Linked DNA regions of Mus musculus: all the other regions are linked to region 1. The links are chromatin contacts, called in public Hi-C and targeted proximity ligation maps. All regions are on one chromosome and are shown on one strand. The core of a region is the stretch at or near the end of the contact, and the rest is flanking DNA. Distances in the headings are between cores, read along the strand shown.

Evidence for each region. A called contact is a pair of places that touch in the nucleus more often than the background predicts.
Region 2: a contact with region 1 is called in a targeted proximity ligation map of forebrain, with 7 times the contacts expected there. A contact is called at or near these places in 3 of 484 Hi-C or Micro-C datasets (the G1E-ER4 cell line, embryonic stem cells and hippocampal excitatory neurons) and 8 of 130 datasets of targeted methods (VIP interneurons, embryonic basal ganglia, embryonic hindbrain and 5 more).
Region 3: a contact with region 1 is called in a Hi-C map of cerebral cortex, with 4 times the contacts expected there. A contact is called at or near these places in 45 of 484 Hi-C or Micro-C datasets (the C2C12 cell line, the G1E-ER4 cell line, LSK cells and 26 more) and 10 of 130 datasets of targeted methods (embryonic basal ganglia, embryonic forebrain, embryonic hindbrain and 6 more).

The regions. Positions count from the first base shown.
Region 1 is chr19:22,352,767-22,355,571 of GRCm38.p6, reverse strand. It overlaps a transcript of Trpm3 not described here. Among named protein-coding and RNA genes, the nearest start is that of Trpm3, 94 kb to the left of the region's middle.
Region 2 is chr19:22,903,713-22,906,517 of GRCm38.p6, reverse strand. It overlaps Trpm3 (transient receptor potential cation channel, subfamily M, member 3), which reads right to left. Exons shown (of 26, transcript NM_001362491.1): 18 at 1,716-1,883. Among named protein-coding and RNA genes, the nearest start is that of Gm52388, 22 kb to the left of the region's middle.
Region 3 is chr19:22,883,054-22,885,858 of GRCm38.p6, reverse strand. Trpm3 (transient receptor potential cation channel, subfamily M, member 3) reads right to left here. Exons shown (of 26, transcript NM_001362491.1): 10 at 1,875-1,975; 11 at 377-511. Among named protein-coding and RNA genes, the nearest start is that of Gm52388, 42 kb to the left of the region's middle.

The DNA.
Region 1 (2,805 bases), core at 107-2,606:
ATAAGAGGAAGTAGAATAAATCTTATACCCTTTAGAAACTTTAGTTTCAACTGACATATAAACCATGAAGGTCTATATATGGGTGGGGTATTATTGTGTATTATTTTGATGTGTGAACACATGTCACAATATCTAAATCAGGTTAAACTTTAAATATTGCTTTAAATATTTGTGATTTTTATGGTAAAACCTACAAAACCTCTTCAGATTTTTGAAATGTCTAATCTATCCATTTCCACCTACAGTCACCCTCTGTGCAGCAGAAGACCAGGGTCTGTTACCCTGACTGCAACTTGCTGACAGTTGGCTAGCTTTCCCCGTCCCTCCTGACCTTCCACTAAGATTCAGGAGAATGGCCATGTTTTGCCAAAGACTGAATTTCACTGTTCATTTTGTAAATGAACTTCACTTATAGCCCAAAGCACACTTTTTCTCTCTGGATACAATTTGACAATTAAAGTTTCAATATCAAATATTCATTTTCTAGGAAACAGTGGTTTTAAATATATGTAGATACTGTCAGCCACTCAGTTCTTGGTATAGGTAGTTGATGCAAAATTAAAAGGCATACTAGGGTGGGAAGGACTCAGGTTTTAATTTTCAAAGGTGTCATCTACATCAAAAAAAAAAAAACTTGCATCCATCCTTCCACAGGGAAGAGCTTTGATCAATTTAGAAAGTTATACAAATTCCAGGGAACTCTAGAGAACTGCAGTCTTCCAAATTAAATTGAACACAGAAGTCGATGTGAAAAAAATGTGCTTTAAATCTTTGTTAAATGAATCGTAGGTGTTGTTGTTACCATCAGAAATTCTTACAGAGTTTGGGAAAAATGCCAAAGTTTCAAAAACTCTAAAAGACAAAAATTTAGCTGGGCCTTTAAAAATATCACCCCAGGCTGCAGATTTCTCTGCAGCGGAGCGAACGTCTTTTTCTTTAATTCGGGCTGAATGAAATCCCGCTGACCCACTTTTAGATTCACCAGAAAGAAGGTAGCTGCATTGCCGCTGTCCTTTTCTCTTTAATTTTTTATATTACTAATCGGTTGCTACGGCACCAACTGCCCCCAGCTCAGACTGAGTGGTTTACGGCTACAATATATACTTATTATCGCACAATCCCTACTACAGGTCAGGAAGACTAGGCAGCATGACTGGGCGGGGTGTCACTCAAGGTGTGTACTGAGGATGGATCCAGGGTCCTGCGGAGCTGGGGCACTTAGAGGTTGCTCATGAGCGTGCCCACCTGACACGGTCTGCGTTCTTTATAACATTCGAACCTCTATATGAGGCTACAATGTCCTTACAGTGGGGCAGCTGGCTTTCTTCAGAGGCAGTGAGCCATGACAAAACAAGGCAATGCCACAGTGTTTTACGTGACTCAGCCTTGGCAGTCACCTCATTTCCAATCAGTTACAGAGAGGAATACAATTCAGCGTGTGAGGGAGCCATATAAGAGCGGCGGGTGGTGGGGTGGGGGTGCAACAAGATGCACAAACCACTGCTAAAGCTGTCAGGCTAGTGCTGCATACTACACTGGAAGATTCTAAATACCCACATATATTCTTCCCTGACTGCTAGAACAAAGCACTAAAATGGGGCAGGGGAGGCTTAGCGCTTAGACAACAGGACCCGGACCTTACCCCCACCCCACGAGGATTTCATGGTTCTGAACTCTACAAATTCAAGATGAAGCGCTGGCAATGTTAGTTTCTTCTGCAGCCTCTCTTTTGCTTGCTGTGTTTCTTTTCTTCCTGCCTTCACCAGGTCGTTCTTGTATTCCTGTCCGAGTCTTAACCTCCTCCCGATGAGAAAACCTGACACACTAGGGCTTCTCTTAATGTCATTTTAGCTTTGTTCTTGTAAGACTTCATCTCCTATATAGACACATTCCAGGATGCTAAAAGCAATGTGTTCAATGTGTGAGTTTTAAGGACGCACACTTCAAGGCATAGCAGTCTACTTTCCCTCACAGTACGCGTCTTCCATCCTGAGATCTGTAAAACCAAATATTCAGGCTCCTATTTAGATACCCCACATTTTTCCATAAATACTCATCTAATTGGCCATAATAGTGCATAGTTGTAATCCTGGCACTTGGGAAGTGGAGGCAGAAAGACTGGTCCAAGGCTAGCCTTGGCTACAAAAGGATTTTGAAGCCAGCCTGAGCTACATGAGACCTTGCCCCCACCCAAAAAAATCAAACTAACTAAAATAAAACAAACAAACCCTAATAGTAAATAAGCAACTGCCTCAAAGCTATCTATATATAGCTATAGATAGATAGATAGATAGATAGATAGATAGATAGATAGATAGATAGATAGATAGATGATAGCAAGCATAAGGTTTCAGCACAAACTATGTTTTTCTGTATGTGATCTTGCCCCTTGTGTGAAGCCCAATGTAATTCCACGCTGCCTGATCCCCACTCCACTCCAGCCTACATCTTTGTCCTTAATGTCACAGTCTGGTCATCATGCAAGACCCTGGCCCTGGCCCTTTTCTTTGTAGATAGTTTGAGGTACTACTGCAAGATGACTCTGACTCTCTTAAAAATCACCTCGCATCAAAGACCTTCCTGTCCATCATTCTATCAGGACCTCCCCCCTCTGCCCACTTCTTCTTTGTACCGTCCCTGTGGTTTGTCATGGTACAGTCTAAGCTAGTGCTTGAGTCCTAAATTATATTATGAGACCCATTACTTGTTTTTTGCAGCACATACCATAATGTCACAGTGTATCTATATGTGATATGAGCTCACACAGCCGATAGATGGAACAGAGAAATAGGAACAACTGTGGAG
Region 2 (2,805 bases), core at 133-2,632, 550 kb before region 1:
TGGATAGAGTGTACAGCACTGTTTCAACACCATAAGCAAACATTTATTAATGTTTAGTTGTCAGTCTAAGTTTGCATCCATGTGCCTAAGTGGTTTCTCTATCATCTGTCTGTCTGTCTGTCTGTCTAGCTATCCACTCATCCACCCATTCACCCATTATCTTTCTCTTTCTTTCTTTCTTTCTTTCTTCCTTTCTTTCTATCTATCTATCTATCTATCTATCTATCTATCTATCTATCTATCTATCTATCTATCTATCTATCTATGTATCCACCTATGTCTGTTTGTCTCTCTGTATCCATTCATCCATCCGTCTATCCATCCATCCATCCATCCATCCACCCACCCACCCATCCATCCATCCATCCATTTTACATCATGATCATGGCCCAGGTAGTTTACTCTTTAAGCCATATAACCACCCAGGAGGCAGACAAACCTATACTCCCACTCTTGAAGAGATGAAATTGTGTTCAAGGTCACACAGCAAGTAGGTGAAGGGGCAGGATTCTGACTCTTTACCTATTTGCTGAAACAGCCAGCAAGAATTCAGTATCTATACTACCCATGATTAAAATACCATTTCTCATCTGAGGAGTTCAGAGATCAATATTATGACATGATTTTCAGGGAAGGCAGTCTCTGCTGCCATTATTTGCAGGGCAGGCCAGGGCATGTTTTTGTTTGTTTGTTTGTTTGTTTGTTTGTTTTTGTTTTTTGTTACATATGACTACATAGATTTTTACAGAGATCTGGGAGCTGAAACAAAAATTGGCTTTTCATCCAGTAAATGAAGGATCACATCTCTTACCAAATCCCTAGGAAGGAGTTTTCTGGAAAGAAATGCTGTGCATATGGAAGAGGAACATGTCTCATGGCTGTTCCAGGGAGAAGACTCATGCAAAGTCTTTTTGTCACCTGAACCAAACCAATTTTCATCTTCCCCTCTTACAGCTCCTTCTGGGTCATTACTCCTGTAGCCAGGGGCAGTGAGGGAGGTTGAGGTGCCTCAGACCTGTCCTTATACAGTTGCTGTTTGATGCAGCTCTCCCAAGCTACGAAGCCCTGTGTGTCCCTTTAATAGCGCAGGCTATTTTTAGCCTTTGGGCACAAGCCAGTGCCAGTCATGTCACTCTGGTGGGGGCTGTGGAAAGTGGTTTCATGCATAGCTGTCTTGTTCTCTCTGCAGAACAAAGCATCCGTGTTCTATAATTGTACTGGGAAGCTAATAAAAGCTTTCCGTACAAACCTCAAAATTCAATTAGCGCTGGTTTTGTGACTTCGACCCTGAAGACAGATATGGGCTTCGCTTCTGACCAGCAGAATGTTGCCAGCTCAGCCAAGCTGGCTGCTCACAGCGCCTGGCTTCCCTCTCATTCTTGTGTGTTAAGACTGCTAGTCATGGCATCATGTTTACAAACGGATGCTCGCCCGGAGAATTGAGGCTGTCTGGCTTTGCATCTCATTGCTCTGGTTTTTTTTTTTTTTTTTTTTTTTTTCCGGCACCATTGGCAGAAAGACTTTCCATACAGTTGGATCCTAGAGAAGTGCTGTTTGTGCACAAAAGGCGACTCATGATATTGTAGTCTCAACACTTATAAGGTTAGACCTGGCAGGGGGCTGGAGAACCCTTATCTGCTCTCAAGCATTACTAAACCCCAGCAATATCAAAAGTTTCCTCCCCAGGGAGGAAAACTGCATAAATGTTTCCTTACTGTTAGCTCCATGTCCTCTTCATCTTTTTCCTTTGTGGGCTTCTCTGGCTCCTCCGGCTCCTTCTCTTGGAGATGAATCTCCTGGGCCTGAGTCATATAGGGCATGTCATCTTTGTTCTTGAACTCCAAGCTGAGAATTGAAGGAGGAAGTAGAATTCCCAGAATTACCTAAAGTAATAATAATGATAATAATAATAATCACATTTAAAGGATTAAGATTAGGGTGTTTGCTTAGAATCAGAAAGCTGGGATGTGGCCTATGTGTGTGTGTTTGTGCACACACATGCACATGCACAGGGGTTGTATTTACGGTATAGGGATGTGGATATTTGGAAATTTAAACACATGATAAAAAGATATATATTTTTTGGCCCATCTATGATAAATCTTAACCTACTAATTCTTACTTTCCTGGGGAAAACTGAGTAAAGGGAGTTTATCCAAGGTAGAAAAACATAAGATTTCCGTTTAGTTATTAAACAGCACTTGGCTTTGTAAAAAATCACTTCATACACATGTACTGGCATTTATTTGTGAATGTATCAAGTAGAGTTGATATGTTAGCTGATGAGCTCCATAAAGAAACGCTTTCTAAATTGACCTTGAAGGCACATGCAGAGAGTCATTTTATCTACTGTACAACATTCTGCTGGCATTAGCTAATATACAGCAGAATCCCCCAACCCCCAGAGAGCTCAGTATTCATCAAGAGTAGTTGTTCTTCTTGCACAGAAGCCCCAGGAAGATCAGCACTGCATTGCTTTCATGTGTAAACACTGTATGTGAATCTCAGTGTCGGGACGCTCATTGTGAAGACCTTTCTCATGGCAGAACTCTCTCCTCCATTATCAAAGAACAGTGACTGCTTCATCTTCTCTCAATTCTAAAACGGTCCCAGTGCACAAGGCTCCCAAGGATGAGCCTCCTTGAAGACATGCACTGAGGGGAGGGGCTTAGATCCTGAAGGGTCAGTGAATATCATGGACAGCCAGGCCTTGAAATATTCATGGGGACTTAAAAAAAGGGGGGGTGGGGAGAAATGACTCTGAATTGTAGGTGTTTTGGGAAGCTCAAATGGCATGCTGGCAAT
Region 3 (2,805 bases), core at 174-2,673, 530 kb before region 1:
ATCATTTGATGGTTGGTGCTAAACCAACCCTCCTTGCACTATTTGTCACCAACACCTCCCTGGGCTTACAGAGTGCGTGTGTTCCAATTGACAGAGACCTGCTTGTGGTTTTGAGTTAGAATCTGAGAACAACGCCCTATGGTGATCACGACACCTTTTGCCTAAGATGCTGACAACTGAGCAGTTAGAACAAGTGAGTTCTTGGTGACTCGGTGTCTGTCGTCTATCCAGGTGTAAGGGAATGCAAGTGAGGAATGACGCATGCATCACAGGAGAGACAGGAAGAGAATCACAGGCATGGGGGTATGGGCAGGCAGGATGAGGGAAACAAACAGAAGAGAAAGAGAAATGAAAAGGCATCTTAGCTTGGCCCTACCGTATTGTACAGTTCCTCTAGTCTGGAGATGGTGAGAAAACGGTGCATGCTTACTCCATTTTCTATGAGTAATTTCACAAAATCCACTCTGTCCAGGACTAGGGCATCCAGCATGGCTTGCTCCAGGGACCCTACCTGCAATTCAAGATATTCACTTAGCCTGCCCACGTCAGAGAAGCGCAGTTCCTCCGGGCTCACCCAGAAGGCTTGATATCTGCAAGTCTCTAGATAAACCAGACAGAGCCAGTGCTCCGATGCCAGGTGGCACCCCTGGTCCTGGAGGCACAGGTCTTGGGAAACAGAAGTCAAGGACTCCAGGTCTAGAAGCTACTTTCTCTCCTAAATCTCTTTCTTGTTCTGGAGCCTCAGGATCCAAGGTCTTCCTCCTGATGGATTCTCTGGCTAGTTTTCTGCTGTGCCTGTACAGGTGGCACTAGACACTTTCCTGCCTTCCTTTCCTTCTTTCCTAGGCTCTGAATGAGAGCCCCGGCTGACTTGAGGATAGGAACCCAGGAAAACATAGCTGAGGGCCAAACAGGCCTGGACAGGTGTGCAGGTGTGTAGTAACGGACACTCCGGAGGCAAACTGGCGTCACATAACTTAAGAACAATGTATTTTCTGGGTTGGAGCACTGGACTGGCTGTGATTTGTATTCTTCTCACGTTCTCTCATTTTTTTCAACGTCCAGATTCCTTGACAAATACGCTCCCCGATTAGAAATCCTTGAACTCTATAAGGACAGGTACTCAGTGGTGGCCAGAGCTCCTGGGGATGGAAGGTTCAGAGAGTCTTACTTCCAAGCTGATGCTGGGCTGCCACCCGTGGATGCGTGCGCACATCACCCAATGGCCCATTTCCCAAGTTATGATTTTTGACAGCCAAATGACGGGGGAAAAAAAAAAAGCCACGGGCAGTTATATAAAGCTTTGGTTCACTTGTGCTGGGATAGGTCGACCTGCGCTCAACCACCAGGACCAGATGGTACCTGTACACAGAGGCCTGGCCCATTAGCAAACCAGCAGGAACGTGCCGCCATTTGGTGGCAGCAGCTTCCTCCTTCTGCTCGCCTAAAAGACAACCAGAAACATGCGAATCCTCTCTCTCTCTCTCTCTCTCTCTCTCTCTCTCTCTCTCTCTCTCTCTCTCTCTCTCTCTCTCTCTCTCTCTCTCCCCTCCCTCCCTTCCTCCCTCCACTCCTCTAAATTTTAACTTTTTTATAACTGTATCTTTAAAGATTGAATAATAAGATAGGCTATGCGTCCAAAAATTGCTAAGAGCCAGGGAACCTTTAGTGGTGCGCTTAGCAATATCGTCCACTAGGTGACAGCATGTTCCCAAACACGAGACTGCTGCCCAGCTATGCTATGCAAAAGAAGATTCCTCCATCCCCGCCCCAACCCCGCCCAAATTTCTGATCCACTTTCAAAGGTTCCGTTAAAAACCCTTGTCAAGCGCATGGTGGCTTTTCAAGGGTAACGACTACGACGTATACTCTACCGGCCACTGCTGCCCGTAAATAAAGATCTGGCTGCGAGCGATGTCAACTCTGTTCCAGGCTAAAGCTAAGCTCAGTTGGTCTGGGGCGGATGCATTGGCACCTGTATAAAGTGGGACGGAAAAACAAAACAAAACAAAACAAAACAAAACAAAACAAAACAAAACAAAACAAAAACAAACAAACAAACAAAAAAAGACAAGAGAAACACAGTAGTTAGTTATGCCACGAAGACCCTTCCAGTCACTTCTTCATCGATTCCTCTTCTCCACAACCAAGCCGTGTGACTCCATTCCACTAATGACATTTTGTGTGTGTGTCTGTGCGCGCGCGCAGGGGGATCCTTCTTTGCCACGGTCTGTTTTCCTGTGCACTGTAGATCTATCTTCTATCTATCTATCTATCTATCTATCTATCTATCTATCTATCCATCCATCCATCCATCTATCTACTGTTTATTTTAAAGACAGGATGGGGCACTCATTCCTGGCTTGGCTTCCTCGATGTTGGAATAGCAGGTGAGTGTCGCCATGCCCGACATCGATTGCATTTCAATACCCAGTAGCCACGTGTGACTAGAAGCACACATAACATTTCTGTCTCTACAGAAGGTTCTGCTGTGATAGGCATGTTGTCCACACATGCGGCCCCTCAGCAGCTGCCTGTGTGGCTGAGAACAGGTACAGCCTAGAAGGTAGTGGGAATATCTTGCATCCTCTGCTGTCCATCTTGTGGTTGGGTGAGATAGGACCTCTCTAAGCCACTGTTCTGCCAGCTAGAAAATGAAAACAATAAAAATTATCCTATCTTATTTAATAGAGATGCCCTGCGACCAAAATGGAATCATATATGTGAGTTCACATGCCAACAGGTTTTTTCCCCCATTGATACCCTTGGCGTATGGAATAAGAGACCTCACTGCACCCTGCTCCA